Linked DNA regions of Mus musculus: regions 2, 3, 4, 5, 6 and 7 are each linked to region 1. A link is a contact called in public ChIA-PET and HiChIP or PLAC-seq data. All regions are on one chromosome and are shown on one strand. Each heading gives the region's core, a stretch centred on a gene start, on an enhancer-like site or on the middle of the called end of the contact. The rest is flanking DNA. Distances are from core to core; before and after follow the strand shown. Region 1 holds the start of Dido1 (death inducer-obliterator 1). Region 2 holds the start of Tcea2 (transcription elongation factor A (SII), 2). Region 3 holds the start of Dnajc5 (DnaJ heat shock protein family (Hsp40) member C5). Region 4 holds the start of Tpd52l2 (tumor protein D52-like 2). Region 5 holds the start of Uckl1 (uridine-cytidine kinase 1-like 1). Region 6 holds the start of Lsm14b (LSM family member 14B). Region 7 holds the start of Lime1 (Lck interacting transmembrane adaptor 1).

Region 1 (3,084 bases), core at 267-2,766:
AAAATCTTCCTGCCTCAGCATCCTCAGTGCTTGTAATACAGAGGTCACTACACCTGGTTACAAAGTCTGTAAATTGCTGGGGGTTTTTTGGGCTTTTTTCTGTGCTGCCAGTACCTTGTGCTCTCGGTATTGTGATGGTTGGTGTTGGGTCTCAGCTGTGTATGGATGTAGCACTGCCAGATAAAGATCTGCTGCAAATTGGACCCTGCTGTTTTTAAAGTGAAATCGAAGACTGGTGCTTTACTCTATTGCCCTCCGTGCAAAGCAGCTGGTGATTTGTTATCGGATTCTTCAGTGCTGTGCAAGTAAACGCATTTTATCTAAAGTTAGCTGTTACAGATTACTCCATGCCTAGCATGGCCCTAGGGTGGCTCTGGGTTCCATCTCCAGCACTGCACATAATAAAATGAACTGTAAGTTAAATGTTGGGTTTTAGTTTTTTATATTTAAAAATGTTTATTTAATGTGTATGAATGGTCTGCTTTTATGTATGTGTACATGCAGTGGGTGCCTGATGCCTGAGGAGGGCACTGGATCCCCAGAACTGGAGTTGTTTGGCCGCTTGTGGATGCTGGGAACTTATTTCAAGGGCAGAGTTGAGTAATCAGGGTAGGCTCCTCCTTGACTAGAATCTGAAAGGTGGTATTGAAGGATCTCACCAAGGGAAGCAGAAGCAGCCTTCTACTGTACTGAAGGAAGCCCCATGAGCTGTCATGTAATCTTGGGAAATGTTAGAAAGAAAACTACTCAAGACCTGGGCTTCTGAATGGAGCATTGGAGGCCTCTACAATGTGAGAGAGGCCTTACTAGACCGGAGCACATGTTTGTTACAGGAAGCCGAAGTTAGAGTCCAGAAGAATGGCTTCCTAGCGTTGTGTCTGTGTGCTTACATAAATAAGAAGCTGGTTGTATGGGGCAAAGCTGAGCGTCTATCCCGGCATTAACTGCCCTCAGAGCAATGTGGCTAGTGTTCACGTTGCGACCTCTTTCTGGTTTCCTTAAGTAATATGGGGGACAGTGAAGGAATATCACTGTAGTTAGCGCTAGGGGGGGAAATTCTTAAATGCCTTCGTGAGGGGACTGGGGGTGGGGCCCTTGTAGGCACGAATGCCTGGACTTTGGCTCCTGGTCCATTTTTAGGAAGAAATGGACGGGGCAAGGAGTAAAGGATAGTATGAGGGAGTGAGTCCCTGTAGGGCTGGCGCCCCTCCCCGCTCTGCACACGCCCTGCCATAGGCGAGAGCTGCAGGGCTTTGAGGTTTTCCTGGCTCCTTCCCACCGGAATCCGGTGCTGGTTTGTTCCGAAGCACCAGTCCCTGCAGACACAGAGTTTAAGCTTTTGGAATGCTGGGCCGGGTGCTGTTCAAGGATAGCTGGAGGAACCTTTTAGTGGCATTGGCTCCCAGCTTAGCCCCTTAGTTCGGGACGCGGGAATCTGTCAAGCGTGCCCGGCCAACCAGGCTGGCGCTCCGGGGAACCCGGGTGGCGCATGCGTGCAAGAAGGGCGGCACAGCCGCTCTAGCCTCGCCGTAGCTCGGTGGCCGGTCGATTTCTTCCGCTTGCCGCGCGGCCTACCACTCTAGGACGGTAGTCTCGCTGGTCTCTGCTCTATATCCGTGGTAGCTCTGGAAATGGCTGCGGGATCCCGGCGGCCGGGGTAAGTGACTCTGTACTGTGAAGGAGGGCGGAAGCCGTGTGGACCCGAACGGCACTTGGACTCCGGACAAGGTGGAGCGGCGCCATGCCGGCAGCCTAGTTCCAGCGAGCGGCGCCGATGGCGCCGAGAAAATGGCGTCGCGGCCCGCGGGGCCCTTTCCGGCCCCGGGCTGAGGGATCGCGGTGGAGCGCGCGAGGCCGGCCGGCCGGGCGGGCGGTCTGCGTCTGGTTTCTGCCGAAATCACCGGTTGTCTTGTGTAGTCCAAGATGGTCTGGGTCTGGGAGGCTGTGGAGCCCTTGATTCTGAGTCGGAGTTAGGGGCCCAGCCTCCCGAGGCCGCAGGTTCTCGACACTTGCGGTAGGGCATTCGTGGTAGGACGTGACTGGGCCTGGGCGCGAATTTGCGGGTGTACGAGCAGATATCTCATGGGGGACTTCGGGGAAGATCCAGCCTCAGCCCTGTGTAGGGCCTGGGCGTTGTCTGGGCGCTCATTGCCTCTTGCCAGTGTTGGTGGCCAGGTGTGTGTTAATGTAGATTGATCTCAACAGTGACTCTTGAGTAAGAGGCCCTGGGTTTGATTGGGAATGTTGTGTATATTTGATTTTCCACAAAAGGATGCTCCTTGTTACACTTGTCAGGCAAACTCAGTTGTGTAAGGATGACAAACAGCACACAAAAAAGATTGTGTAATTGATGACCCCTGCCAGCACTCATGACCAGCACTTTCCTCCTGCCAATCAGTGCATGTGTAGCATCATAATAGCTTGTTGAGAACGTGTGCTAGGGGACCTGAGGAGAGCTCAGGTAGGTCTTGAAGGCGAGGTGGGATGTCTTCCTGCCTTCTGTCGTTCGCAGAAGTTTTCTACTGTCAGAAAAGCTCTCTGTACCTCTTCTGGTAGGTATTGTCTTAATAGGCTAAAGAGTCTTAATTCAGTCAGTGCTGAGCACCTCAAGTAATGATTTCTCTTCAGCATATGAGTACTGTCTGTGCCAGGCTGTACACTTCTGTCAGCACAGCATGTTTTACCATGTTACACATCTGCCCTTCGATACTAGGTGACTTCGGTTTAACCCAGAAGAGCAAAGATTCATGTTGCACTTAGATCCTTACATAGTGATCCGTGTTGTAGAATCTGTTTCTTATGCTCAAGCCCCAACTAAGAAATTGTTGCTGAGTGGAGTCTCCTTTAAGTCTTAGATGACTGGGTCCTTTATAGAAACCCAGTAGTCTCTGAGGTTTTGTGTTGATTCGGTTACAAAGGTTGTGTGATTTGCAGCCAGTGATAGTGAGCTCTTTGGAAAGAGGAGGTCAAAGCCCAAAGTCTGAGTTGTGCTCATTTGTTCTGAGTGTGCAGGCTCGCCTGTGAGACAGAACATGTTGACAAGGCTTTAGTTTATTTTCTTAGTGGTCATTTTGAGACCTTTAT
Region 2 (2,914 bases), core at 142-2,641, 980 kb before region 1:
TGCTGTCCTCCAAGTTTCCACTATGAGCTCATTTGTCTTTATATGCCACAAAGAGGCAGAGAAAACCAACCCATCCAGCCGTGGTAGGGGCTGGGGCTGACCCTTCAATCTGTGTGACTTATCTGCTCAGGCTGCAGCCTTGTTTCATGGCCCTAAGTTAGTAAGCTGTACACCAATCAGCCCTGAGGTGGCTGACTTTGCTAAGAAGACCTGATCCTTGGAGCCAGGGGCATGCATCCACAATAGCCCTGCACTCCCATAATGAAAACCCAGATAAACCATCAGCTGTTCCAAGGAGCCTCTCTCAAGGACTACTGGAACCTCTGCAGGTTCCCTTCTCAACTGTACAGTCCTATCTGTGGCCTTCCATCCTTACTGGGTCTCCCTTTGGATTCCCATCCTATCTCTGCCACCCTTAGTTCCAAGTTTGTCATTTGTGCTTTCTCTTACCGGAAAGAAGCTCCAGCAGGGCCTCTGTAGCCCAGATGATTGCAAAGTGGGTTCTGTTTCCAGTGTAAAGGCTTATGTGGGCACTTAACCTACTTCCTGTTTTAGACCCCAGCCCTCCAACCCCTAGAGCAATCCTGCTCATCCCCAAAAGCTGTCCTGCAGCCTTCTACTTCAAGCACAGTCCTGGGGAGGCTGTACAGACTCATGACTCAGCCACTATCTGGGCTGCCCTCAGAGCGGTGCTGCGGATGCTCTAGAGTCACTCAGTCTTAAAGCCACCTCCTAAGTCCCTTCCCACCCACGGAAGGCAAGATTGCAGGTGCCATCATCCCCTAAGGATGCTCCTCAAAGGCTACGCAGGTGACCATGGTCGGAAGGCAGGCTGGACTGCCAAGCCCACACTGGCCAGGGGTCTCAACGCCACAGGCTCAACTGTCTGCCCAAACCGACTTGCTGTTGCCTGAGGCCTGACTAAGCAGGGGAAAAATTTATTAAGAGAAACCTGGTGCTGAAGGGTGGGGGGCAGACAGGGGAGACAACGGCTGGGCCAGGGACGCCCGCGGCCACCGCTGGGCGACGAACAGAGGGTAGCTTTCGGTCAACGCGGCGTCCATTGCGAAGCGGCAGTCCCAGGACAGGGTGGAGGGCGGGCCTGGGCAAGGGGTCTCGACTGACTGGGCTAGGTATCACTCTGCCCGAGGGTAGGCTCAGACGGTCTCCGCGGAGCGGGGCCCCAGGGTCCTGGCGGCCCGCGCCCCTCACCGCGTTCTTCCTGGTCACCATTTTGTCCAGCCTCCGGGCGATACGAGCAATCTCTTCCTCCTTGCCCATCACTACCTCGGTGGCGGCGGGTTGTGCCGGTTGCGCCGCCCGGCCTGACCTCGGCCGCCGCCGCCGCCTAGATCCGCGGTCCAAACCTCCGCCTGGCGGCCGCGTGCGACAGAATTAAAAAAAAAAAAAAAAAAAAAGAGTCCCCGCCCCCGGGACCACAACTCCCAGACGACTGCGCGGCCTGCGGCCTGCGGCCTGATTGCCCGCTGGAAAAGGTAGTTCCGCAGGTATCTCCGCCGGACCACGGCCCCACGTGCCCACCGAATGCCAGGGGGAGGGAGGACCTAGAGGAGGGAGAAGGACAACCCTACTGCGCTCAGGTCTTTAATTCAACCCATCTGAGCAGCTTGCCCTGGCGGCCGGTCGCGCCTTCACTAGTGCACTTAGATCGCCTCCACTTCCGAGAGTCACTCAGCTCACTCCACACACTTCACTTGGTACCAAGCCGAGTTTGGGGGCTTTCTTGGCGCTGCGCAGGTGGCCGGGACTCTGAAACGGTTTCTCCGCAAGAATTCAGGCTTTAGCCAAGCAATGTAGGCTCATGCCTTTTTAATCCCTGCACTCGAGAGATAGAGAGTCAAGCAGATCCCTGTGAGTTCAAGGTCAGCCTGGTCTACAGAGCTAGTTCCAATACATTCAGGGTTACACAGAGAAACCCTGTCTCGGGGGTGGGGGGTGGGAGTGGGGAGAACTATTCAGGTTCTGAAGTCAACCTAACGGTATAAACCCCAAGTTCTGCACATTGTTGTACGTCTCAGTCTCCCAACCTGTGAAGTGACAATGACAGAGGCTGCGATCAGGAGCCTCCGATTCATATTTTACACTGAGAACAGGGCAGGGTACTGAGGCAATCCGCTACTGAGGCATTACCTCAGGAAGACCCTAACCACGTCCAGGAAAGGGAGAATGGTGCTCTGCTCTTCTTCTGTCCTATACATGGTGGCAGGTGTGCTGGTACTAAAAGTCAATCTGAATTTTTTTGTACCCAGGAGGCCAGAGTGCAAATGACATACACAAATGACCTAAGCTGACCGTTTTAATCAGTTATGACATCTTTACCATAAGAAAAAGGCATGGAACTTCTTGAAGGCAACAAAGCTTTTCCAGAGGTGCAGTGATGGCTGAACCCAGCTCTCTAGTTTCATACCACCTCTCATTCTGCCCTTTACTGAGAGCTGGGCCCTTGCTCTAAGCTAAACCCAACAACAACAACAAAAATTCTGGGAAAGGGAACCCTGTGTTTGAGTACTGAATTAATGCTTTCAGGACCCTACCACAAGACAGGCAGTAAGAGAACCACAGGACCTTCAGCCATGCTGTGTTTGGCTGATGACTTGACCCCATCAAGGGACTGCCTACTGAGTAGTCCCAGCTCTGACTGGTCCCAATGATGAGCAACAGCAGCCTGTAGGTGGCAGGAGCCACCCACAGATCTGCTCAAGAACAGGCTCTTTCCTGAGGAAAATCCAGTAGATCACCAGCAGGGGAGCTATGTCACAAGAAGCCAGATCAAAGGTGTGTTCAATCCTGAGGGGTCCTTACTTGTGGGGTTGGTACTCACCAGCCAGATATTTCCACATTGCAACCTTAGAAAATTCCAACTTTAGAAAGCGCAGTTGATAGTATTTTGTTT
Region 3 (2,914 bases), core at 179-2,678, 820 kb before region 1:
ACATTCGACAGTAGACTAGTTACAGCAGTACACAGTGGAATAACAGAGGAGTAGAAACGAAGGATATCTCACATAACAGGAACATGAGAGTGGTCATGAAAAAAATGTCAAGGGTTGAGCACTTAAATTGGTTAAGAGACTAGCAAGGAGGCTGCTGGGGCAAAGAGATTGTGCGGCACGGTGCTTAAAGAATCCAAGGGCAGGTACCCTGTTCCCAAACCCGAACGAATTTAGAGGCTCCACTGGCTCCACACTTGCGGTCCACACACACAGGGCCAGCCTAAGTATGAAAATACTGATACAGGTAACAGATTCGTAACACATATTAAGTTAGAAACTGCGGAAAGTCCTGGCTTTTAATGTCACCTAACAGATCACGCTTTCCTTAAAGAAAGCAAATAAATGAACAAAATTATCCTACGATTAGAGTTTTGTCTTTAGGCAACCACGACAATATATGGGACAATATAATTCTTTGTGTTATTAAGTAGCGTTTTGATGTTTAAACAGACAAACCACTAGCAATTGAGACACACTGCCTATAAAGGATGAATGATCAGCTGAGCGTCCAACAAACGGCGACCCAATTTCCCCAAAGTCCAATCTGAAAACAAATTAAAGCTACCTTTTGCATTATTTTTCCGAAGATGCACTTAATGAATTCGGAGAAATCATCTCCTAGACACAAGGAAAAACAAGTCTTTAATCCAGCCATATAACACAAGTTGGAGCCTAAACGAATGAGTCCCTAATTCTCTCCCCAAAGAGCACGACACAAAATCGCCTCTTAAAATGTCGTCCCTAGGTATATAAACTAGGGGTTTTTTTATACATCAAATGCCTTTGAAATTTACAACTATAAGGCAATTTCTGCGTCCCAGAATGTGAACAAGCCTCGGAGCCTTTACTGCCCGCCTCCCTACACACCAGTTTCTGCGTTCCGGGAGCCGCGGAGGCGGCCGCGCGTGCGAACCGGAGTTGGCCCGGAAAGCCTCGTCTCCGCGCCGCCCCGCCGTGCGCAAGGTCGAGCAGGGCCTAGTGGTGCCCAGGGCCGGGCTCGCCGCCGCTGCTGAGGGTCGCCGCCATTTCCGCTGCGGGCAGCTTTCACCTCCTGCTGCGGCGCCCTCGCCCCACTTCCCCTCCCCTTTGCCCGGCTCCGGCAGCTTGAACCCCGCGGCCCCACCTAATTTGAGAGCCACTGGAGAGTGAGCTCACCTGTCGGCACGCCCGCCGGTCCACCGGTTCCGCGGCTCCGCTTTCCGTCCCGGGGCAGTGGTGGGCAGCCGGCCGGCCTACTGCTCGGCCTGAGGATCCCGGGCGGCGACAGCCGTAGCAGCGGCAGAGGACGGCGGAAGCAACACTGGCGGCAGCAAGAACGCGCACGCTCACTCACTGGCACGCGCGCCCCCGGAAAAAGACGTGTGTTCTGGCAGGTCAGAGCTGGCTGCGCAAGCGCCTAGAACCCAACACTGAGGCCCCGCCCATAGTCGGAGCCAATGTGGCAGCGCCGCACGAAAGCTCCGGAGCTCCGGTAGAACTCGGTCCCCGAAAGGTTGCGCCCCAGTTGACGATCACCGGGAAGGGTTAAGGTGGTGGGCGGAGCCTGCAGCTACTAAGCCGGAAGCTACAGCCCGGGAGCAGAGGCAAGGCCTAGGCTTGCGGGTTCGCCTCTGGAAGGCAGGCAAGTGGCACTCCGCGAGTAAAACTGCTCTTCTTCCAGTTGTTTGCTCAGTGCTTCATATAAGCCTCAAAAAATTTATTACTACTTACCAAAAAACTAGAGAGGGAGACCTTCATTTTCGTCTCAAGGTACTGCCTTGGGACTGACATTTTCGTTCATCCCTGGAGACCACCCAGAAAAGACTTTCCTGCCTTTCTTCCCAGTCACTGAAAAATCAACCGCCATTATTTAGCGATCCTTTAGGAATCGTCTGCAATGATATGCGTGGACGGTTAAGGACTTTTCTTCCCACTCTGTCTCATACAATCCTTGTTCACTCTGTTCACTTACTAAGTAATAAACCTAGTGACCCTTGCCTACTTACGCTGTAACAAACAATTTCAAGTGCTGTGCTTTTTTATTCCAGAGCTACCAATCTTCCTGGCCAGTGTTCCTACAGCTTTACTTTCATTCTTGCCTGCCCACCATTTTTTCTTATAATCTTTTTGGATTATAATTACATCATTTTTCCCCTGCCTCTCTCCAAACCTCTCATATTCACACACACACACACACACACACACTCACCCTTTCAAATTCATAGCCTCTTCTTTGTTGTGATATAGCTCCTAAATATATAAATACAGCCTATTCAGTCTGTATGTTAAGTAGGTATATGTTTTCAAGGCTGATCATTTGCTATGGGAAAACCAATTTCTATGTTCTTCCCTAAAACTGATTATTTCTCCAGCTCTCAGAATTCCTTAGTTAGCTAGGATTGAGGCCCTGTGCGCTTTCTCCCTTACACCATGCTTAGCTGATGTTGTCCTTGCTCAGGTCAGTTAGGCAGCCATGTTGGTTATGTTACTTCACGGATGTAGCTTCTCTGACATTTTAAGGAGATAAATCTTAGAGCGAACTGTCTGGTCCTCTGGTTGTTGCAGCTTTTCCTCCCCTTCTTCCACAATGATCTCTGAGCCTTAAGTTCAGGACTTGTGGTGGAGTTCTATCTGTGGGGACTGGGCTCCACCAATCTGCATTCTGATCAGTTTCAATTTCTGTAATGATCTCTATCTGGAGAAGATGTTTTCCTTGATGAAGAGTGAGAACTACACTTAACCTATAGGTGTAGGGATGAGTATTTAGGATGTAATTAGGGACTATGCTGGTTTAGCAACGTGATCCATGACTTCACTAGCCCCAGATAGTCGCCTAGGTTTCCAGGATCAGGCGTGATTTCTCTCTTATTGAGCA
Region 4 (3,246 bases), core at 108-2,607, 800 kb before region 1:
TTGCCCATATCCCTGTAAATAACCCTAATAATGCACATTACTTCACTAAAGTAGACTTTGGTGGTATCTGTACCTTTGGTCTGTTCTGAGTTCCCTAGCTGGGATGAGTAGATAGATGTGTGATGCATCTTCCAGGAAAGGTTTTTTTTTTTGGGGGGGGGGTTGTTTTTGTTTTTCGAGACAGGGTTTCTCTGTATAGTCTTGGCTGTCCTGGAACTCACTTTGTAGACCAGGCTGGTCTCCAACTCAAAAATCTGCCTGTCTCTGCCTCCCAAGTGCTGGGATTAAAGGCGTGTGCCACCACACCTGGCTTCCCAGGAAACATTTTGTCACACAACAATGACTGAGTCACATCCTTAGCAGTGTCATTCCAGGGACCAGAATCTACTACTTAAAGATGAAAATAAAACAGTAGATAGCCTTCTGAATTTGCAAATTCCCTTCACAGTAGAAAAAAAAATCCAGAATGTATAAAAACCCAAAATTCTAATGCTTAGGTAATGTGTTAGTGCAAGCCAAACAGTAGAAAGGTTTTTTTTTAATTTAGCCAGTGTAGTTAAGTAAGCATCCCCAGTGTACCACCTTCTCAAGATTTTAATCTCCTGAGCCTGAACCACACTTCTCCGTAGCAACTCCTTACTGGCCTCAGGTGTCTGTTTTGGCAACAGATCTGGTGTTCTGGGTGTGCCCCTGACTCACTCAACCCTTCTCCCTTGAGAATCTCTAAGTAGGCTACAGTGGCGTTACCACCCAAGAGGCGCTGCTCCAAACACAAGGATAGTTGCACCGCCCCTTCCCCGTAGGGAGCCGCCCACAACGTCTCCGCAGGAGCCTAGCACCAGATGTGGTATCCCCTACGGCCCAACGAAAGATAAAGAGCTGCAGAGCCAGCGAGAGGACAGAGGGTGAAGCGCATTAAGGAGAAATGTCTGGAGTTATGAAACTCTAGGAACTGAGAGGGAGCCGAGGAACGCCGCTTCGCAGTGCTCCGAAGGGAGGCCGAGGCGCCAGGGCACACACAGCAAGACCATCGGGAGCCTTGAGGTCAAGGGCCTCTTGGCCGAAGAGAAACAGCGGATTGGTTTGGCAGAGGCTGAGGGGGGGCCGAGTCGCGACTCGGAGGGCGGGAATGCGGCACAGCCCCTGCCCATCCACGGTGCGGGTACCTTGGCTAGCAGAGTCCATGTTCAGGCGGCAGCTGGGTGTAGCTGGCGTCGGTGCTGGGATCGCAGGTCCTACAGGAGCCCAGCCCCGAGGACTGCAAGCTGGCAGCTTCGTACACACGAGCCAGTGGAACTGTAGGGCCGCAGTCGCTTACGTAATCAGCGACGCGCCGCCTTCCTTCCGCTCGGGTTCGTACTCCGCCTTCTTCCCGCCCTCGGTGAAGTAGTGTCCAATAAGAACGTCTTCTGGCCCCACCTAAGACAAATCTTTCAATTTGATAGGTCAGACTGCAGCGAAGCAGGAAGCAATGCTTCTAGTCTGGTTCCACAGTAAGATTCTAGGGTGAAAAAGGGCAGAACAGCTGAAGCTCGAGGCATGGGTGGTTCGGATTGTGTTGCAGTTCGCCGACTTCCCACCTTTAACCTCGGCTGCCCACAAGACTTCTGACTTTGCACCTCGACAGGTCAAACTCAGGCCTATGTACTCCCCAGTCCCCTGTCAACCTCTCCCCACCCCCTGTAAATTCTTTTGGTTTTTGAGTCAGGTTGCTTGCAGCAAAGGACGACCTTGAATTTACTGTGATCTTCCTGCGTCCACCTACCTAGAGCTAGAATTACAGGAGCAAACCATCACAGCTGATTTATACCGTATTGGGGATCGAGAATTCAGAGCTTAATGCATACTGGGCAAACATTGTACCAATTAACTTGCTTTTGCAACCTCTTTATGGAGACTTTTTATTGTCTAGGGAGTGCACTAAAAGTGTAGAGAGCGCGATTCGTCTTCTTGCCCTGCAGGTGCCGCTGTCTCCAGCTGGATTCCCACACTAGTAGGCCAGCTGTTTGGGGGCTGCTGGGCGGCTTGTATTCTGGTACTGGAAGAGTTCACACAGCACTGAACACCTCAGGGACCTGTTGGACCCTCCAAATAACTGAAGCCCAGCCCAGTGTAAGCACTCCGGTATTTTCTCACTTTCTTTTCACAGCATCAGGTGAGCCAGCACTGGCGCCCCCTCCCAGTTTACAGATGAGCAAACTGAGGCTAAAGTAAATTTCCAAAGATCACTCCAGAGCTTTGAGGTTCTTTTTTTTTTTTTTGATTTATTTATTTATTATATGTAAGTACACTGTAGCTGTCTTCAGACACGCCAGAAGAGGGCGTCAGATCTCGTGATCAGATGGTTGTGAGCCACCATGTGGTTGCTGGGATTTGAACTCCTGACCTTCGGAAGAGCAGTCGGGTGCTCTTACCCACTGAGCCATCTCACCAGCCCCGAGCTTTGAGGTTCTTATGGTTTTAGTGTGTCAACACTGACAGGAGAACAAGAGTGCCCCCCCGCCCCATTCCAAATGAGGAAGTCGTGACCATTGGGCAACTCTCTGCTAAAAGCAAGCCTTCCAATTTCTTTTGGCCCTTAATATTTTTCAGAAGAAAAAAAATCCTTAAAACAATATTCCCCCTCTTTCAGAATTGTCCCACCTACAAGATTGAATTTTCAGGGCTGGTTAGATGGCTCAGTAGTTAAGAGCATTGACCACTCTTCCTGAGTCCAATTCCCAGCAATCACTTGGTGGCTTACAACCATCTGTAATGGGATCTGATGCCCTCTTTTGGAGTGTCTGAAGACAGCTACAGTGTACTCATATACATAAAAAAGGTTGAATTTCCCTCTCCAGCTAGGCCCCAGTGAGTACTAGTTCCTAGATGCTTCCCACTACCTGTTCCTTCTCTGGCTCTTCTCCCTGCACGTGTCTTCTTGCACAGGACTAGGTGCTTCATTGAATGTGACAGTATCCTGTTCAAGGCTGTCCACTAATATATCTTCTCCATTTACCATTTTGCTTAACCCAGCCTGGTCAGCCCCTGCCCACAGGGCTGGAAACCACAAGAGCATTAGTCCCTTCTTCATGTAGTGAGTGACCACAGTACAGACAGTGGAAAGCTGAACATCTGACATTCATTTTGCATTCTTGAGCCATGAACAAGACCCAGACCTAGCTTAGGTCTGGCCCAAGATGACACCCAGTAACAAGTGGGTAACATTAACATCTGGTAACGATTCAGGATCTCTAGGACTCACGC
Region 5 (3,222 bases), core at 651-3,150, 880 kb before region 1:
AGTCAGTCATTTGATATAGAAATGGAAGGATAGTGAAAGATGGGGTCTCAGCCAGTGTAGCAACTCTAGGCTGGGCCTCACCCCTTTCTTTAAGGGGCCCTGAGGCTAACAGGGTCTGCAGGTTGGACAAGGCCAGGAAGAGACATCTGGCCTCCTTCCTGGTTCTACCTTCTAACCCTATCCCCATCTCCCAACCCTGCTGTGAGCCACACCAGGAGAAGGCTGGAGGGGGTTGGAACGAGCTTTTTATAGTGTTGGTAGGGGTGGACTGAGGTCTCTGCTTCTGATCCTGGATGATGTGAATTTTGATATTTGCCTCTGTGTGTCTCCTGGATGTTGTTGATGCCAGTCTTGTTGCTGTGACAAGTAGCAACCTTTTTTTTTTCTTTTTTTTTTTTTTAATTCTGGGTTTTTTTTATACAAAACTCAACAATCTTAATGTCATGGTGCTAAGGGTTTCCTGGTGCCGAAGGTATTGCTGTGGTACTGACTAGCACCTGCCCCCAGCCTCAGCAGGGAGCGTTTCCAAGAAGGCCAGCTCCAGGGAGATTTGGGGTGAGGTCCTTGTACACATGTATTTAGAAAGGCTCTGACTCTGGGCAAGGTAACCATGGCCTGGTGTGTTGTAGGTGTTGAATGGACTCTCCAATTCCTACACACTTTGATGTGGTCAGAGGTGGCTACAGAGGTGGGTATGATCCAGTGTCAAAGGGTAGGCTGGGGCTTTGGAGTGGTTGTGTGCAACTGTGGAAGGGAAGGGGGCCAAAGTGCACTTTTCACAACACCTCTGTGGGGTGTGACCATCCACCCTAGCCTCTCAGGTACTTGGCACTTGTAGGGAGAAGTAGGACCTGGGTTTGCTGGGGGCTGAGTTTTCCAGGACGAACCAGAAAGCCCATATACAGCCTTGCTATGGGACTGTTCTGGGTAACTTGATGTTAGCACTTTAACTCAGTCTTTGAGGTCAGTTTTGGGGCAGCTGTCAAAAGCTGCAGTTGGATAGGTACCAGCCTGTGGTGACTGGTAAGTAGTGGCAAACTAGACTGTAAAGCTCTTCCATGGTGGCAGGGCTCATCGGTCTGCCCACCTCCCTACTATGGCCCAAAGGTAACCACCAGCCTACACAGATCCTCAGTAAGAGGGACCATCATGGCAGAGCTACAGAAGGTGGGTGGGCATAGACTTAGAGGGCCAAACCAACCCTGGGTCCTTGGCAAAATGCAAAAGTCAGGGTCTCTACAGATCTACCTCTGGCTCAGCGCTTGCCCTGCCCTAAAAAAACAGAAGTGCCAAGGGCAGACATTTCATGCAGAACCAGGGTGCACTTTATGTTCCTGCACAGGCAGATGATGGTGCCTCCTGGAGGCTTTGGGATCTTCCTGTCCCTATGGTGGTTCTGAAGGGAGAGCTGTTCCCCTGTTGGGTGAAACCCAGGTCCCTTGCCCTGGAGACCTGGTTTCCCAGGTCACCCCACATACCTGACTGCAGCGCCTCCTAAACTTTGGGTTCCTTGGTTTGGTTATAATGCAGTTCTCATTACACAAGTGCATTTCTGGCTATCACTTGTAACCATAGATATACATGCATATATATTCTATCTACAAAGTGTTTTATTTGCAAGATGTTTTGAGGTGAGCTTTGGTCCTGCCCGCCTTGTGGTCATCTGTCCTCATCCTCATCCCCTGGCCCGGAGTGGTGCGGTGGTGGGCCATCAACTATGTATTAAAGTCACTGTATCAAATAAATGTTTATTGATTTTTTTTTTCCAGGGATTTTGTGTGGCTGAGTTTGTGTTGAGGCAAAGGTCATTCTCGGGGCTTGCCGCACGGCCTTGTGGGGATTGTAGTCCGCAGCGTGCCTGCCTCCCGGTGCGCCTCCCCGGCCTCCGCCAGGTTCGGGACGCCATGGCTGCGCCGCCGGCCTCAATGAGCGCCGCCCCTTCGCCCCTGCAGTCTGCTGTGGCCCCAGACGTGCCTGGCCGCCAGGCCGAGCAGAATGAAACGGCGTGCGAGGACCGGTAGGCGCGGGCCTGAATAAGGCAGGGGCCGCGCTTGTCTCTTGGGAGGGGTCGGAGCACGGCTTGCATCTCTTCCTAGAGCCGGGACGGCTCCCGGCATCTCCATAGATGGGCAGCTTGATCTCTACAGCCTTGTGGATCCTGGACAGGTTTCGGCGGCTCTCCAGCGCCCTGGGGCCTCCTGGGCTATGTGTCAGCCACCCCCTGCCAGGGAGAGGGAGGTGGCAGACGACCTGGAGGGCCCCAGCGGACGGAAGGCGGAACTGGCCCAAGCTCCAGCTTTTGGAGGCACTGAGAATGGAAACCTGTTTGACATCTTTAGCGTGGGTCTCTGTTCCTAGTGGGTGCGCACTTGGCTCTGGGCCCCCAGCTGGGCGGTAGGCGTGTTCGACCTTCTGAGTTCGTCGAAATTGAGCGCAAAGTTGCACCTGGCGGCCAGTGGTGCTTGTGAATGTAAGATGGGGTGGTGATTGCCACCTGTCCGAGAGTTTGGGGGCCTTTGAGACTTTCGAGGCTTTCAGGAGAATGGAAGGGGAGATAAGGGTCCTTGTAGGAAGTAGGAGACTTAAGGGTCCTTGTCTTCACTCGGCCTGATCATCACTTGTAGCAACTCTAGGTCGTGGCCGCCAGGGGGCAGTGACCATGCTTGGAAACTGCTCGTGACACCTCTTCCGGTCTGTATGAGTCAGTTGAAGGCCAAATGTCTTCCGGCTTTGCATGCCACAGTGCACCGCCTGAGAAGCTGTAACCCCGGACGCCTTTAGAAAGTGAGGTGCTGGCAGTGGATGAGGTGAATCCCAGCTAGTTCACACACTCCAGGCATTCTGACCAGGAGTCAGACTTTGTGAGGCCGTGGCCAAATTCCTCCTCCGAAGGTTCCTGGGGATACACCTTGAGAAGATACAAACTGCCCTGGTGCCTCAGGCACTGGCAGCAGTAGGGGAGGGAGTCGCTGGTAGACTAAAGCCCAGCTTGAGGTTTCTCCTATTGCCTTTCCCAGCACCTGGCTCCCTATCTGCCTGCCCCTGAGGCCTTTTCCTTGGAGTTGTCTGACCTTAGCCAGCACCGCCATTGGCTTTCATGTCGATATGCAAAGTGGAGATGGATTTGGGATTAGAGAGTGGAGAGAAGTTAATAGGTACTCACCCAGAGCCTTGGGGGGGGGGGGGGGAGGCAGGTTGGCAAGTGAGGCCATGAAAGCCTTT
Region 6 (2,831 bases), core at 59-2,558, 680 kb after region 1:
AGCACGAAATCTCCCTAGCCCTGGTACAAAGAACAGGCCATGGTTGCTGCAGAAACAAAGGGAACAAATCTCCAAACTCAGACCCCCAACATTAGTTTCTATGTTCATAAGGAAATCCTGGACCCAACGGACCCTCGACAGGATGGATCTAGGAAGGCTAGCACACCTCTCTTTGGCAAGACTCCTGGGCTGAGCTGAATCTGGTGGCAGGCTTTAAGTAGCAAACTCCTATTGTGGACAGGGGCCTACTCTGGGTCTGGTTCTCCAACAGGGGATCTCACGTCAAGTGCAGCATGAAGAGTTCAAGAGAACAAAAAGCCGGAACCCTGAGCCCTTCACTGCAGCACCAGTCTGGGTCTGTGCGCCTCGCTTCAAATAGGAGGTATGGCTAGGGTTTAGGAGAATGGCCCAGGACTGCAGCATGCTGGCTTCAGATTGGCCTCGAACCTCCCATCTGCACCCTCGAGGGTCTAACACGTTAACCCCGGGCGGGCTGCGGCGCTCACGCTTCTGGAGAGCCGAAGGAAACAAGCGCCCCATTTAACGCGGAGAAAGAAGACAAAGAAGCTCTGGGCCCTCACGCTGCCGCGACTAGCGCACCGACTCTGGACTTCTCTCATCAAACCAACCCCTCAAGTGGACAGGGTCGGGAGAGTTCAGAGCAGGACAGCCGCAGTTCAACCGACGCCCTAGCTCGGCGAGAGGCTGCACCGCGACTCGACGGGCGGTGGCTACCAAGGGGTTCCAAGGAGAGCGCGCCGGACCCGGGCCCCCCGCCTCGGCGCGCGTCTCGCCCCGCGAGGGCGTCTCGCAGGTGGGGAGGTCCACGGCTTCAAAGCCGCCCCACCCCCCGACACCGGCAGGATCCTGGTCCGCTCCTCCCACAGCCCCCGCCGAAGCGGGGAACACCATTGTGCGGGCAGGCGCGGGGCGGCGAGCTGTTGGGGCGTCAGTTGGGCGCGCGGCGGCGGCGGGCCGCTACCTTTGGCGAGCGCCACGGTGGAGTTGTCGGTGTCGATGGTGTAGAGGATGCCCTCATAGCGGATCTGCGCCTTGGAGATGAGGCTGATCTTGCTGCCCAGATACGGGGTGCCGGACGAGCCGCTCATGGCGGCGGCCGGGGCGCGCAGGGCGCGGGGGACCAGCGCCGGGCCCCGCCCGCTCCGCTGCCGCGCGGTGGCCTGGCCTCCCACTCCTGCGCAGCTCCGCGCCGCCGCCTCCGAGGCGCCTCCTGCCGCGCCTAGGGGCCTGCGGGCCACGAGCGAACCGGAGAGGGAGCAGAGCGAGGCGCTTAGCCCGAGTCTGAAGGGAGCGGGGGAGGAGCGCCGCCGCAGCCACATCCGGGGCCTCCCGCCACCGCGCGCCGCCCCCGTACGCTCGCAGCCTATTGGCTCCTCGCTGCCGGCTCCCTTTAAATATGGCCGCGCCGCAGGCGGTGGGCGGGGCCGCGCCTGCGCATTTGGAAGCTGCCGGCCGGGGACCTGCCTCTCCGGGTCTTCCCAGCCGGTTCCCGGCGGGCCTCGCTCACCGCTTCGGGGCCTGAGACTGAGCGGGCGGGGCGAAGCGCGCGTGCGCGGGGCAGGCGGGAGGCCACTGTTTGCAAACTCGGGGGCGGGGCGGGGGCTGGACCTGGAAGAGCGCCAGGCTCCTCCCTCCGCGCGTGCCGCTGGCACCCTTCTGGCCCAGGTGTTAATAGGGCGGAGTTGTCAGTCTTCCTTTCTTGTTTGTTGGAGCTGGACCCCGACAGCGCCGGGCCAGGTGCGTCTTCAGTCCCGCTTGCTCCCCGGGGCTAAGGAACCGGCAGGCGGGTGCTGCTCAGTTCTGCAGCGCTCACGGCGGGGGCGACCCTGAAATAGAAAGTGCAGGGGGAGCTCGGGGCAGCCCTGCGCTCCCAAGCCTGATATCCCTAAAATAAGCCCTGACTGTTTTGGGTGACTCCCGCCCGCGTGCGCGCGTCCTCAGACTGCGGCCCAAAGCCCAGCCCGCAGTATAAAATTGGGAGATTTCCCCCTAAATCGCTTCCCATTCTTGCGTTGCTGACTCCGCATCATGCATAGCGGGTAACTTTGTATGTATGAGCGCATGCTAATTTACAGTTAGTCTCCACCATCAGATTAGAGCCCAATATTAGTTACTATGAGAAATTTGGTGGCGATTGGCATTTTATAAACGTGAAATAGAATGAAAGAGGAGATAAGGGAACATCCCATATAGTGAAAACAAGTACTGTTTTGTGAAACAATTTCTCTTAAATGTGAGCCATAAAACGTACTTCTTACTGTAGTGACATCAACTTACCACCACTGCCGGAGGATGCTGGGAATAGTTGTGAACAATTTTAAATTTTAATATTTTCTTATTCGGTGCATGTGCATGTGTGTCCGTGTGTGCATATGTCACAACATGTGTAGAGGCCAGAGGACAGTTAGGAGTTCTCTGCTTCCTGGAAGCATATGGGTCCCGGAAATGGGTATTCAGGGGGTCACACTTAGCAGCAAATGCATTTACCCGCTGAGCCATCTTGCTGAGCCTGTTTTTTGTTTTGTTTTTTTGTTTTTTGTTTTCTTTTAGTTTTAGTTTTAGTTGTGACAGGGGTCTGTCTTACTCTTAGCTCAGGTTGGCGGGGAACTGACTGTGCAGCCCAAACTGGTCTCTAACCTCCTGCCTCAGTCTTCTGATGTGCCAAAATTTTGAGAATGAGCCACCACACTAGACACCCATAGTGGGACGACTTCCCCCAGTTTACAGAAGCAGAAACAAGCATAGTATGTGGGTGAATTGCTGGTGAGCCTGAAGAGTCCTTTGAGATGTTAGTCTGGGCCTCAAACGCC
Region 7 (2,939 bases), core at 220-2,719, 680 kb before region 1:
CTATGCTGGAGCGTGGGCCTCGGTGCAGCTCATGCAGTCTGGTGTCAGACTTGCTGAGGGAGCAGAGGTGGGTCTGTCTCAGCAGTGGCTAGGGAGCAAGGAAGGCTGGTTGATTCCCTGCTGTCTTCACCCTGGCCCCTGGGACAGTCTGGCACTCACCATTTCCACTGGTACCAAACTGTCCTGCAGCCCAGTTTGCTGCCTCTGAGCTCTCTTCCTGGGGGCAAGAGTGTTGTTAGTCTAGTAGGCAGAGGAAGGTGCACAGGTAGTCAGATGCTGGCCCAGGCTCAGTGTGGAAGCACATATAGAGCCGTCATATGGACTTCTCTATCGTGACTTCTGGCTCTGAACCATGCAGGGTGAGGGCAGACAGAATCCCAGGCACATACCTGTGGCAGGCTGTGCACAGTGCCCATAGCCAAAGGAGCAGGGAGAAGCAGCCCAGGACCCAGAGAGCTAGTGGGGCTGAAGGCACTGGTGGCCTCATCCTGTGAAACAGGGAAGAGAGCCCTGGGGACAGAAGAGATGAGCACTGGGGGCTGGCTGCGAGAGCAGTGTACAGCTGCAGCCTACTTGCAGATCTTGCCCACTAGTGGGTTCCTTCTCCCTGGTTGACTCAGCACACCGGAAACCCCCAAGCCTTGCATTTTTGCCGTGCTCTAGGGGGACCCACCTTTCCCTCTCTAGCTAGGGTTCCTGGTAAGAAGTGCTCTGCCTATCCCTGTTAGTTATCAGGAATGGAGATGGAGATAGAGGAGCATGGCCAGGGTAGCTATGACCTCAACTGAACAAGGGTGTATAACTGGAGCTCAAGCCCATCACCTGGGGAATCTCTGACTTCACTCTGACTCTGAGCCACAGACCACAGGTCTCACCTCCGGCCACCAATGCCCACAGAGTGACCCCTGTGTCAGGCAATCTTCCTAGACTACTCACTACAGAAAGGGTGGGTGGGGGAGGTGTGTGTCAATGAACAGGAGGAGCTGCTATGAGGGCCACGTACTCCCACCCTACTCCACACTTCCCGGGGCTCTGGGGCTTCCCTGGAGTTACCCTTTGCAGAGCTGATTAGGGTCTCACCCAGACGTTAAAGGTAAGTAAAATTGGGGTGAACAACAGCCTTCTGAGGTGAGGGCCTGTCTGTTCAGGCTTGGAGTGTAGGCTTCTTTCACTGAGTGGGCCCAAGCTGACTAACCTGGCTACAGCCAAGTTATCAATGGCCTAACCAGGCAGGGACTAACCCTCCCAGACCCCAGAGCATGGAGAGGCTTGGGGGCTGGCCCAGGATAAAGGGTGAGGGAGCACTTACCGAGGCCACCGGGGATTTGCTGCTTGGCCCTGTCTAGGACAGCCAGGAAGATCTTTGTGGGCTGCTGGTGACGCCTCACCTCACTTCCTGTGTTTCTCAGAGCACCTCCCAGCAGCCACACAGCTCTTGCGCAGTTGCTCCCACAGTCTCTGCTCTCCTCACACCTCATCATGGCTAATGCTATCACTAGGCAATTACCACAAAGACCAGCACAGTCCCCTCCACCCCAATGAGGCAGATACCCATTAATGAGGTGAACAAAGCAGGTGAACTGGATGGATTATCGTGGCAGCCAAAAACCAGAAATGAACCCCAAACCCACCCAAGCCAGGTCTGCCTGCTTTTCTCACTGACTGTATTCCTAAGGTGTTTCCATCTCACACACCCTACCTGCTTGTGAGTACTGGGACTGAAGAGCCACCTTAGGTTCTTACCCACTTGGTCAGAGAAGGGAAAAGGGAGAATGTTTTTCTCTTGGACTCTTGGACCCTAGACAGAGGCAGTGGCCTCATTTGGTACTCCCACTGCCCACCTGTCTACTCCCAGGACCTACACAGATCCCTGTGTCCCCAGAAATCCTGAAGCCAGCTGAGTCTCCACTGAGAGAATTGTGATGAAATCACTTTAATGTCCTAAGGAGACACCCCAAGACACTGGTAGGTGGGCTTGGTGGGCAGATAAGTGTTCAAAATCAGCCCTGATGTCCCACCTCTACTCAGCAGTGTTCACACTCTAGGCTGACAAGGCTAATTAAGGGGCATCCTAAGAAGGGGCTGGTTCCTCTTCCAGGTGCTGTTTAGGCATCAGGGTGACAGCTGTCTTTCTGCCAAGGCAGTTTGGAGCTGGGTCCCAGGGCTCTATCCACAATACAGGCAGGGCCGCTAGAACTCTGTCATCTTCCTGTGAGTGTCTGCCTTCCGCTGTTTCCTCTGTAGGTCAGCCTCCTGAGCACGCAGCTGACCCAGCTGCCGCTGGGCTCCCTCCAGCTTCTCCTGCAGATGGGCTGTCGTCATATTGTGCCTAGGGAGAGCCTGCTGGTCAGCATTGCCTCCTGGCTCCCCACTTCCAAGCCCTCAGCTGCTATAGCCAATGCCTGTCCTCTAATATCTAGACCACCTCAGACTCAGCTGCTACTCAGGTCAGGTAACCTTTAGCAGGTATCCTCTGGGCATAGCCACTGGAGCCCATACTGCCTCAGCTGGATCCCACACATACCGGCCAGTGTTCCGGGTTAGGGCCTCCTGGATGCCCCGGATGTCCCGTTGGGTCCGCTCAATCTTCTCCTCAGTCTGGAAGAGCTGCAGGCTCAAAGCCTGCTTGGCGCTCTTGCTGGCGTGATACATGTCTTTGTTCCTTCTCTCTGGGGTATCCACCCCAGCATCTGGGGTCCCAGGAACCTGGCTTTGCAGTTTTTCATTCAAAAAGTCAAACACATTCCGGGGGGGTGGGCGGCCCTCAGGTCTACTACCACTCCTCCGGCATTTTGGAGGCCTGTTGGACCCAGCCTGGCCTCGCTTTGTCTTCTTCTGCAGTATCTCTGCACACTGGTCCAGTGATTTCCCTCTAGGCAACACTACAGCATGGATGGGCTCCACCCGGCCTTCTGCATGCCGGCCCAAACCTGAGAAAG

The links. ChIA-PET counts read pairs in DNA pulled down with a chosen protein or histone mark. HiChIP or PLAC-seq counts read pairs in DNA pulled down with a chosen protein or histone mark.
Region 2: a contact with region 1 is called in an H3K27ac HiChIP or PLAC-seq map of embryonic stem cells, with 4 times the contacts expected there. The contact joins the promoter of Tcea2 here to the promoter of Dido1 in region 1. A contact is called at or near these places in 1 of 115 datasets of contacts at active chromatin or transcription factors (embryonic stem cells) and 1 of 9 other capture datasets (liver).
Region 3: an H3K27ac HiChIP or PLAC-seq map of embryonic stem cells shows a contact between it and region 1, with 2.3 times the contacts expected there. The contact joins the promoter of Dnajc5 here to the promoter of Dido1 in region 1. A contact is called at or near these places in 3 of 39 promoter capture datasets (liver, neutrophils and pre-B cells), 1 of 484 Hi-C or Micro-C datasets (Sertoli cells), 4 of 115 datasets of contacts at active chromatin or transcription factors (bone marrow-derived dendritic cells, effector CD8 T cells, embryonic stem cells and 1 more) and 1 of 9 other capture datasets (liver).
Region 4: an RNA polymerase II ChIA-PET map of memory CD8 T cells shows a contact between it and region 1, with 14 read pairs. The contact joins the promoter of Tpd52l2 here to the promoter of Dido1 in region 1. A contact is called at or near these places in 2 of 39 promoter capture datasets (frontonasal cranial neural crest and pre-B cells), 1 of 484 Hi-C or Micro-C datasets (embryonic stem cells), 2 of 115 datasets of contacts at active chromatin or transcription factors (embryonic stem cells and memory CD8 T cells) and 1 of 9 other capture datasets (liver).
Region 5: a contact with region 1 is called in an H3K27ac HiChIP or PLAC-seq map of bone marrow-derived dendritic cells, with 4 times the contacts expected there. The contact joins the promoter of Uckl1 here to the promoter of Dido1 in region 1. A contact is called at or near these places in 3 of 39 promoter capture datasets (the HPC-7 cell line, liver and neural stem cells), 3 of 484 Hi-C or Micro-C datasets (embryonic stem cells, erythroblasts and muscle stem cells), 8 of 115 datasets of contacts at active chromatin or transcription factors (bone marrow-derived dendritic cells, bone marrow-derived macrophages, double positive thymocytes and 5 more) and 3 of 9 other capture datasets (adipose tissue, liver and pancreatic islet).
Region 6: a contact with region 1 is called in an H3K27ac HiChIP or PLAC-seq map of thymic regulatory T cells, with 3 times the contacts expected there. The contact joins the promoter of Lsm14b here to the promoter of Dido1 in region 1. A contact is called at or near these places in 2 of 39 promoter capture datasets (cranial neural crest and pre-B cells), 4 of 484 Hi-C or Micro-C datasets (the G1E-ER4 cell line, embryonic stem cells, pre-B cells and 1 more), 4 of 115 datasets of contacts at active chromatin or transcription factors (epiblast stem cells, extraembryonic endoderm stem cells, regulatory T cell precursor and 1 more) and 2 of 9 other capture datasets (adipose tissue and liver).
Region 7: a contact with region 1 is called in an RNA polymerase II ChIA-PET map of memory CD8 T cells, with 11 read pairs. The contact joins the promoter of Lime1 here to the promoter of Dido1 in region 1. A contact is called at or near these places in 1 of 39 promoter capture datasets (neutrophils) and 1 of 115 datasets of contacts at active chromatin or transcription factors (memory CD8 T cells).

What each region holds. Positions count from the first base shown.
Region 1 is chr2:180,700,534-180,703,617 of GRCm38.p6, reverse strand. Dido1 (death inducer-obliterator 1) reads left to right here and starts at 1,516. Exons shown (of 16, transcript NM_175551.4): 1 at 1,516-1,657.
Region 2 is chr2:181,678,774-181,681,687 of GRCm38.p6, reverse strand. It overlaps Tcea2 (transcription elongation factor A (SII), 2), which reads right to left and starts at 1,391. Exons shown (of 10, transcript NM_009326.3): 1 at 1,213-1,391. The coding sequence starts at 1,281.
Region 3 is chr2:181,518,999-181,521,912 of GRCm38.p6, reverse strand. Dnajc5 (DnaJ heat shock protein family (Hsp40) member C5) reads right to left here and starts at 1,428. Exons shown (of 5, transcript NM_016775.3): 1 at 1,216-1,428.
Region 4 is chr2:181,495,253-181,498,498 of GRCm38.p6, reverse strand. It overlaps Tpd52l2 (tumor protein D52-like 2), which reads right to left and starts at 1,357. Exons shown (of 9, transcript NM_001373959.1): 1 at 1,167-1,357. The coding sequence starts at 1,185.
Region 5 is chr2:181,580,651-181,583,872 of GRCm38.p6, reverse strand. Uckl1 (uridine-cytidine kinase 1-like 1) reads left to right here and starts at 1,900. Exons shown (of 15, transcript NM_026765.3): 1 at 1,900-2,017. The coding sequence starts at 1,905. Zfp512b (zinc finger protein 512B) reads left to right here. Exons shown (of 17, transcript NM_001164597.1): 17 at 1-1,770. The region is part of intron 2 of Uckl1os (uridine-cytidine kinase 1-like 1, opposite strand); the gene reads right to left.
Region 6 is chr2:180,023,464-180,026,294 of GRCm38.p6, reverse strand. Lsm14b (LSM family member 14B) reads right to left here and starts at 1,308. Exons shown (of 10, transcript NM_001372364.1): 1 at 983-1,308. The coding sequence starts at 1,109.
Region 7 is chr2:181,379,765-181,382,703 of GRCm38.p6, reverse strand. Lime1 (Lck interacting transmembrane adaptor 1) reads right to left here and starts at 1,469. Exons shown (of 5, transcript NM_023684.2): 1 at 390-1,469; 2 at 160-217; 3 at 1-88. The coding sequence starts at 487. It overlaps Zgpat (zinc finger, CCCH-type with G patch domain), which reads right to left. Exons shown (of 6, transcript NM_001048148.1): 5 at 2,525-2,930; 6 at 1,911-2,329. The coding sequence ends at 2,191. It also overlaps a transcript of Zbtb46 not described here.